Regions from separate parts of the Mus musculus genome. Here region 1 is linked to region 2. A link is a contact called in public HiChIP or PLAC-seq data. All regions are on one chromosome and are shown on one strand. The core of a region is the stretch at or near the end of the contact, and the rest is flanking DNA. Distances in the headings are between cores, read along the strand shown.

Region 1 (4,712 bases), core at 2,143-4,642, 270 kb before region 2:
TGTTCCTCTCCGATAGCCGATGGGGAGGGAGGGGTCCTTAATGGCTGATGCAGTCTTAAGGTACTGCTGTTGTAGGGGGGCACTTGGGGGCGCCAATTGGCACAGGACTCACACGTGCTCCCTCTGGGCAGTGTACGGTGATGCTGGTGAGTCAGCGAATCGGTGCTCCTAGGCCGCTCCGAAATGGGGCCGCTCCGGGGTAAGCAATGAAGACTCCATTTTTACTTCTCTCCCAACTCTTTGCAACAGAGTTCATGATCATACGTACTTTTATATGTGGACATGGCAAGCACATATTTAACACTGGTACTAGTCATGCCTGTATGTACTATCAAAACAAATCTTGTAAGTATCCCACCATGAGTAGCCTTAAATTTATTCCCATTCTGGAAAGAACCGGAAGCTAGTACCGAAGCCCCAGGAGACCGAGCTGCTGGATGGCGTGGCTCGCCGCACAGTCTGCTCTCCCAGCTCGGGGTCTGGAAGCCCAGTCTGATCCCTCTGTTTACTGCCGTGTCTCCTAAGTAATAAAACTTCCCCAACTCCCGTCAGAGTGCTGGGAGACTTAATGAGCTGATATACAAGTTGATCTTGTGGTTATTTTATGGTATGTATTCTGTGTTATTTTAAGTTGATTCATTAAAAAAAAATCATTGTCTGGATTCTTAATTCCAGAGCAGATGTCAGCCCTTAACCCTTTTTTTCCTCCTCCCTGTAACTTAAAGCACTGAGGTCATTAATATACAAGCAACGGCCATTGAAAGCAATTTAAAACAAGTCAGCATCAAACTAGCAGAGGTCTCCTCTGCGCCAAGATAAAGGTGCAAATGTAGGGGTGATCAGGTGACTATTGGGGGATCCCAGGGAGCAAAGACTTACCACTAGGCATTTAAAAGACTCTGCCAGGGTTGGCCCACAGGGCTACAATAGACTCATGCTATGGTGTCTGAGAATTTGAGCAAAAGCTGGTGGCTAATACTTGTTCTCTCCATTGGATGCCTTCACAGGGTCAGCAGCAAACTGGAAGGGAACGAAACACTCAAGGTTGTAGAGCTGGAGAGGAGAGTGAACGCCACCTTCTGAGGAGAGCTCCACCCTCCTCTTCTCCTAACTCCATCTGATCGTCCTTTCAGTTTCCCCTTCACCACTGGATCTCGAGGAGGAGATGGCCTAGTGTTACGGCTCGAGACAGGAGGCCAGCCCAGGGGGTTCTGCTTATGTGTCCCCGTGGCTCTCCACAAAAGGGAGCTAGCACCTCTCCATCCCTTTCTCTTACTGCCATTGGAAATTATTTTAGGGCTGAGATAGGGGTGGAACGAGCAGGCTTGTTTCCACCAATAGTGCCAAGAAGACACTGCCTGATTCTTCCCCGGGAGGAGTGACTCCTCTGAAGAAGACATGACTCATGTTCAGTTGAGACCCCAGACTCTAGCCACACACATGCCACAGACATGCCAGGGAGTGGCAAAGCACTGACTCCTGAGCTCCCTTCCTCACTAGGACTCCAGTGTGACCCTGCACTGAGAGGACCAAAGCGTCATTGCAGTCTTCTCTCCACCCTGTACCCCGGAGTCCTGATTGGATGTCTGCAGAGGCAGATGGGGCTCCCACCATATTTTCAGGCCGCAAGTGCAATTCCTGAAGGCATCAGGCTCTTCTCTCCCAGGCTCTCCTGCCCACTGTGTTGTTTGTAGGACACCCCCACACCCACTCATACACAGCCTGCATCTCCACAGGACAATAGCTCTGTCTCCCTGGCCTCCCCTCCCCATTTGTAAATAGTATTTATTAGCTTGCTCAAGCTCCCAGCTGGCCATAGTGAAAAGATTTCCCCTTTCAACCAGCAAAGTCTTCTGTTGGCCTTTGGAACAGGAGAGTCCCCGGAATCTAGGACCCTAGTCTTTGTACTTGATGCCTTGTTTCCCCCCTTTTCTTCTTTAAAATTGGGGACCTATAACATCATCGCTGTTGCGGAATCCACTTAGGCATGTGTCCCCTGATGGATGAATACATGGGAATGGTGGATACTGTCTTCTGACTCAGGCTCTAGGCTCCATGGCTTCCTCTCTCTGGTCCTGCCACACAGAAGGAAAGCCCTGTCCAGGATAATGAGCGTTGCTGACACCCTTGCTAGCTTGTCCTGCCTACCTGCTTACCCCACTCCCTCACCTTCCTCCTTCCCTTCTGCCCTCCATCCACCTGCCTTAACTAATTGGGGCTGGAGTTGGTCATTTTTGTACACCCACAGTGGTACCTTTTACAGTCAGGTTTGGATACTTTGCAGCTCATCCAAAGAGACATAACTAAACCCTAAACTCTTTTTTTGTTGTTGTTGTTGTTGTTTTTTTTTTTTATGATTAAAAAGTAAAAATTGTAGTTTAAAAAATCCTTTCCTCTTTCATACAAATAAGAAATGGAAATTGCTCGTTTATTGTATAAGATAGAAGATTCGTTTAAAGTGTTTCCCCACCCCCACCCCCAGCTTGTAAAAGATTTTATGTAAGAAATGTGCTTACACTTTGTATTTTATTTTTAGCAGCAGCTAAAAGGCCTGTAGTTTTACTCTCTCTCTCCTCTCTCTCTCTCTCTCTCTCTCTCTCCCTCTCTCCTCTCTGTCTTCATCATCTTTGAGATCATTAGAGCCTGTATAAAGGGGATTATGGCCCTGCCTTCTATGTCACACATAGGATTTGGTGTCATTAGTGTTTGCTGTCATGCCCCATGAGTAGCTCCTTACTTGGTCTGCTCAGGGCATCCTAGGGAATGTTCCTTTCCCCCACTCCTCCCTCCCTACCGTGGTGGATTCCCAGCTGGCAGATGGCCAAGCTCAGGGCCACTGTGATCTTGGCAGCCCTCCTGTTTAAGGGGCTGCCACCCTCCCTTACAGGGTGGTGTATAGCCAGGGCTATACAAAAAGGGTGGCTAGTGACCTTTTCTCTCTCTTCTCTCTCTCTTCTCTCTTCTCTCTTCCCTTGATCTTCCTTGGCCTGGCCCATTCTGCTCTTTACAGTGCCAGATATTTATACATCATAAACTTAGGAAATGCCTAAAAGAGCCTAAGCAGGAAAAATCCTAGGGTGAGGCAATGTTTGCATGATGAGAGAGGAAGGGTTTGCCATAGAGAGCTGAAATGGGGATTTAGACTGATGTGTGCATTGGCTGAGCTGAACCTTGGTCTCTTGATGTCCCTGGAGAGCTGAGGTCGAGACCCCATTCATGCAGGAGGAGGAAGAAGGAAGTGTCCAGTCACATCCTTAGTTCTCAGAGGACTTTATTTTCCTCTCTACCTACTCTTTTGGGTGTCACTGTCTCCAGACAGCAGGGCCCTTTGTCTCTGAGAAATTAGCCATCCAGAATAGAATCTGTAACAAGAGACATGGGACATAAGCCAGAGAACTCAAACAGCCCTTTAAAGGAGCTCTCGGCAACCAACACTGCCACTCTATGAGAAAACCCTCTGCCCTTTACTGCTGCTGGCTTGCCGTCTGGGATGCTCAGTAGAGTCAAGGGACCCAGCAGAGATGCATGAGACAAGATGGATTGCGAGCAATTAGTGGATGTGTGCACTTTTTGTTCAGAGTTTAAGGCTAGGATATTGGTTTTTCCCACTGACTGAGCTGTCCTGCAAACCAGTCAATACCTTATGGTTATGTCTGAAGGTTTTAAATAGTGGTTGACCCAACACCTTGGACTGAAATTTTGAAAAGTTTTGAAAAAAGACTGCTAGACTTAGAGAGAGAAGCCAGAACAAATTCCGCTGGTTATATTTTCTACCTTGTAAACAGGTCAGCACCCCCACTACTCTTTTTAAAATCACTTTAGTGATGGAGATGTCTTGCAAAGATGTAGAGAACAAGGCCTCTTTTCCCTAGATGAGACCTGAGGAACCCAGTTGCCCCTTCCCCCCACCCCCTTTACAGCTCCCAACTTGGGTCCTGTAAATGGAGGTGTCATTGCCATCACCATCGCCAGCATTGAGGAAGAGCCTCTGAAGTGTCAGGACTTTGCAGTGTAGCTCATGCAAAGAGAGTGTTCTATAAAAATCTTGACAGCTGAACTCAGTTGCTCTTTCCTGGCAGGAGGTGGGGGTGGGATCTAACATGAGTGCAGGCAAAATTAGATAACCATTCGGTTCATAGAAATGATTCCATGCCTTGGGAAGACAGATTTGGGGCCACATTGTTTACAAACTATACACACCAGGTTAATAGACACCCCGTCTTAAGCACCAGCTCCTCTTGGGTGCCCCCAGAGCCCCTGCAACTGTTATCCACATACAACAGGGATATCGGACTGCTTTCTTCTTCCGGCTGGTACAGAATCTGTGTCCATCATTTTTCACTACAGGTCTTGTTAAAATTCTTTGCAGCACTTCGTGTCCCCTCACGTCCCATGTGCTCAGACCCAGAAAAAGCAGAACAGAATTAGAAGTGCCTCTGAGCCTTGTGAAGTGTGTGCGCAAGCCCCCATGGAGAAATGGAGACATCTTGTCCCCACCTGAGGAGTGGACATCTGCCTGATTCTTGCCAACACGAGGGGTGGAAATGGGAGAAAAAGCTTTTAGTTGCTAATTTGTTTCCGCTGAGCCAAGTGTTTGAGAAACCTGGACTAGAGCTTAGCACTCCCACTTGCAGCCTGGCAGGACCTGTGGAGCCATTAACGGCGGGGGTCTTAGCGAGAACCACTTCATTAGAGCACTTGCTGCAGAGGCA
Region 2 (4,298 bases), core at 1,321-3,820:
TCTGCAACACAGGGTTCAGGCGTCTGGGTTCCCCGTCGTGCTGTGGTGGCTTTGTCATGGGACTGTGAAGCAGGATGGCCTCTTACTTTGTTCTTTCGGTTTAGATTTTGTTTTTGTTTTTGTTTTGTAGCTATCCATGTGCCCACTAAATCACATCCATTCCCTTATATGTGACCATGCGTATTCGTCAAGATCCCACACCTCTGTCCCATTTACTCTTCTTTTTCTTTTTATCTCCCATCTTATCTACTCTGAAAAGTACCTGCTTGGCCCCTTTATCCGAAACAGATGCTGGGCTTTATTAGTTTCTCGCCTCCATGCCTGCTTTTCATTTCACTCCAACCCAGTTGGCAAACTATAGCAACCAGGGCCAAGCGGGGCTGGTGCCTAGTTCTATACATAATAACCTCAACATAGCCATACCCTATCATTTATGAATTCTCTGAAACTGTTAATACCTCAGAGATGACTTCAGCATTGGCAACACACCCAGGCCTTTACAGAAACAGTTTGTGAACCCCTCCTCTAGTCTTTGTTTTAAAATAGAATCTTAATGATATAGAATTATGCTATCCTTTTGTGACCCTCCTGCTTCAGCCACCCGAATGCCAGGATGATCTGCTCACACTGGCCTATCAGCCTCCCATCTGCCTTTTGGAGTGTCTGTGTCGATAGAAGCATAGCACCTTTGTGGTGAAGGAAACCTGAGAAGAAAGATTGTGTTGTGTTAGCTAGGTTAAGGGTTTACAGGTCTCCACAAAGCAGATACAACTCCTCAAACTAGCCACAGGGCTGGAACAAGTGTAGTTTGAATGAATCGTAGTTGATGTTTTTAGTGGGTCAGAGTCTTCGCAGTATAAGATTCAACCTAACAGTTTCCCTAGGGCCTTCATTTGTCAAGAGCCTCCGGTTATAGGAACAGCCTCACTGGTCTGGACAGTTCCCTGCCACCATCTCACCACATTTTGCTTTTCTTGTTATTTCCATTTCTTCCCAGTTGTCACACATGTAACCTCTGTGCTTCTAGTGAAACTCCACGTCCTAGGGACAGCGTCTCCTTCTGGGATTAGGTGTCAACCAGTCTCTGTGCTGCTCATGCTGCTGGGTCTACTGAACTGGTGAGAGGCTGCTGCTGGGACAGCATCTCATCTGTTCGGATAGGCTCCTGTGACCTTGGGATGACGTGTCTTGTTCAGGGTCTGATAATTTGGAGCACTGTAAGGTGAACACCTGTGTCCTCTTCATTATCTGCCATCTGAGTCACTACAGACAGTGACTTTTCTCTTGACCATTATGGGTATAATTTTGGCCATTTTCACATAATTTTAATATGCCAGAAAGTGTGGAAATTGATTTTGCAAGGTCAAATATGCAAAATATGTGTGCACAAATTATGGTATTGATATATTTTAGTAGTGCAAGTAATTCCTTCTAGGAAATTTGATGTCAAATACAGAAAGAAACAAATAACTGACCCTCTAAGTTGCAGGAGGAAGATCTTGGGGTTAAGGAGCTGGGTTCTCTGTGTATATGTCTTGACTCCAACATTTAAAAAATATAGTCCTGAGAGTACCTCTTAGTCTCTAGTTTGTAGATCACTCAAGTATAAGTTGAAAGAGTTGCTTAGGCAATGTTTGAAGCCCTTGTCACTGTAGAAATGCAATGGGTATGCATTGAGATTTAATTTTAATTGCTTTAAAAAGTAATCAATTTTGAAAGAAGGTACTCAAATGATATTTTTGTGGTGTGGCATTCCTCCGGTTTAATTTGTTTGCAAATTCCAAATAATGGGTGGTATGTTGAATTATTAATTATTACATCAGCATTTTTTCTTAATTGATATAAATTAACTACTGAATTATAGGAGAGCTTCACAATATGCAGAAATGAAAACAAAATCCTTGTGATGTCACAGAATCAGATTAGACTGGCTATGTGTGCCCATTTTCCCCAGACAGTCCTAATTGATGTCTGTCTCCCAACACTGCCATTACTCGTGGTTCCTGCTCACTCTTAAATAGCTCCAGTAGAAATGATGAATTGTGCATTGGTTACAATCAGTGTAATTCAAGTTGAAAACTAATTTAAATTAAAAAGTCACCATGATTAGAACTTAAGTTCTTTAATTATTGCACAAGCTGATTTTATGTCCATTAGAAATGAAATGTCCCCACAGGACTGTCACCCCAGAGTCAAAAGAGGTGACTGCAGATGTGACCAGACTGAGGTCACATGCCAGCCTCCCAGCAGAACCGTGAGTTAAGCCCTCACCCTAGGGTACTGCGGTGACTTATTAGCTTATATTTCCTTCCTTCCTGTAATGAACACGCTCCTCCTTGGGCCTGTGGAGTGTCACAGGACCACTGTGTTTTTAAGGGTTTTAGATAAGCCTGGTAGAAGCAACTCTTTGTGCTTTGTTACCACTGAGATTAACAGCTTTCCAGAAGAGACGTTTTGCTTCCTTCCTGGCTCCCTAAACTGGAAAGATTACTGGGAGGATTTACAACGGCGGTAGAAACAAACAGGCAAGAGATGGGCATGGCCTTCCCATCTGTCTTCATTTTCTTTTCTACATTATCTAACAGACACAGTTGTGTGTAGTTAGATTAGTAGAGCTCGCCAGTGCTCAGCCTCTTTATGTAAATCGTCTGTTAGACAGTTAGAATGCCGTAGTGGGCTTCTAGGCTCCTGTTAACCCGGTTTGTTTACACTGGAATGAATTACTCTGCCCTCTATGTTCCTGGGCTGGTTAAATGCTGATGAGATGTATGTGTTCTTGATGTGCGTCTGTATGATTTTGTGTGTGTGTGCGTGCGTGCGTGCGTGCTTGTGTGTGCACATGCACGTGTGTATACACTTATCCCTTCTTGCTGTGAATTACTTCTTATTCAGAATTGCTTATGAGCCTGTTTCTCTCTTCAGTTTCACAATAAAGTGACCTGCTTCATGCTGCATCATATTGAGGAACCCTGCTCCCTGGGGGCTCACGCCGCTGTTATTGTCCCGCCCACCTGGATCATTAAGGTGAAGAAACCTCAGGTAACTGCAGGATCCTGGTGCTGCTGGCCCAGTGCAGAGAGAACTGAATGGCTCTGATAGATTTGCTCTTCTCCCTCAGTAGTCTTTGGCGTCCTATGACCTTTACACATCCATCCCCATGGTCTGGTGCTTAGCTTATCAGGCTCATCTCATGGGCCCATCACCTGGCTTCACTAGACTCTCTCATGGAGCCAGAGTCCCATTCTCATGAAAGCCCACTGTCCTCCTCATCCATGTGCAATGATCCCCTATAAAGGCAGCCGTCCGGCGTCTTAGTGAGTACCAGTGAGCGTATATTGGATGCTTACACGCTCTCTCCGAAGCCTGAGAGGAGTCGACAGAGAGCAAGGATTGCAAGCATCACAGTTTAGTGAAGATGTCTGCCAGTATAAAGGGCAGGCTGTGAGTCATAACCTCCATTACATCCAAGCCTGCTTGGAGAGCCACAGTCTTTTTCTTAATACAAATTGAATCTGCTATCTTAGTCCCTAATCTCATTCTGGGTGGTTACTGGCTTTCCTGTTTAAGCCAATCTCCTTTTGTTAGTCTGGGGGAACTTCCTGAGGATGTAGGGATTATCTTTCTGTTTAAAAGGTGGGTGGAGGTTTAGAGCTGTAGAAAGAGTAGGAAGCAAGACAAAATAGCACGCTGTGTACTCTTATATTCTTGGGCCGGCGAGCCAAGTTAGAGCATGCTAGGTTTGTGCTGAATGAAACGTGTCAGAGTAAACATGTAGGATAACAGGAGGCTATTCTTTATTACGGGCATATACATGACTGAATTTCTATTCCAGAGTCCACAACAACATTTTATATAATGTTGGCGTTTTCTGGGGAAGTATACTCGTTGTGGACCTAGATCTCATGTTAGTCATCCTTAGACATTACACTGGATCATGGCTAATTAAATGCTTGCTCAATTAAGAATATCTTCTTGACCTCATATTTTGGAGTAATGTGATAGAAGAACATTAGAATATGAAATAGGTATGTGCATATGACTATGTAAGTACACACACACATATGTAAAGAGATATGAGGTGGATAGACAGATAGATGACAGACAGACAGTAGGATTCCCATTTGGACAGCCATTCTACTCTGCCATACCACACCTCTCTTCGTTAAGCTTCTTCTCGATGTCTCTATAGGATTTTCTGACATTTTTCTGACTCTGCATTCCACAATTTATAATTCTCTCAATCATGGTCTGATCACAGACTCGGGCGCTATGAGCAACCCCTGAATTTATGGCTATGG

What was found. HiChIP or PLAC-seq counts read pairs in DNA pulled down with a chosen protein or histone mark.
Region 1: a contact with region 2 is called in an H3K27ac HiChIP or PLAC-seq map of heart atrium, with 5 times the contacts expected there. The contact joins two enhancer-like sites. A contact is called at or near these places in 2 of 15 datasets of contacts at CTCF or cohesin (both in the NIH/3T3 cell line), 4 of 484 Hi-C or Micro-C datasets (embryonic fibroblasts, mammary gland and nephron progenitors), 10 of 115 datasets of contacts at active chromatin or transcription factors (cardiomyocytes, embryonic fibroblasts, embryonic stem cells and 5 more) and 3 of 9 other capture datasets (embryonic tail, liver and pancreatic islet).

The regions. Positions count from the first base shown.
Region 1 is chr6:37,328,796-37,333,507 of GRCm38.p6, reverse strand. It overlaps Creb3l2 (cAMP responsive element binding protein 3-like 2), which reads left to right. Exons shown (of 12, transcript NM_178661.4): 12 at 1,008-2,487. The coding sequence ends at 1,083. Among named protein-coding and RNA genes, the nearest start is that of Dgki, 31 kb to the right of the region's middle. Within about 2 kb of position 3,392, at least 50 of the 459 cell types and tissues checked have an H3K27ac peak or open chromatin away from gene starts, as enhancers often do. A contact at or near this core is called in heart atrium, where this site is marked.
Region 2 is chr6:37,062,638-37,066,935 of GRCm38.p6, reverse strand. Dgki (diacylglycerol kinase, iota) reads left to right here. Exons shown (of 34, transcript NM_001081206.2): 8 at 2,923-3,039. Among named protein-coding and RNA genes, the nearest start is that of Gm52857, 160 kb to the right of the region's middle. Within about 2 kb of position 2,570, at least 21 of the 459 cell types and tissues checked have an H3K27ac peak or open chromatin away from gene starts, as enhancers often do. A contact at or near this core is called in heart atrium, where this site is marked.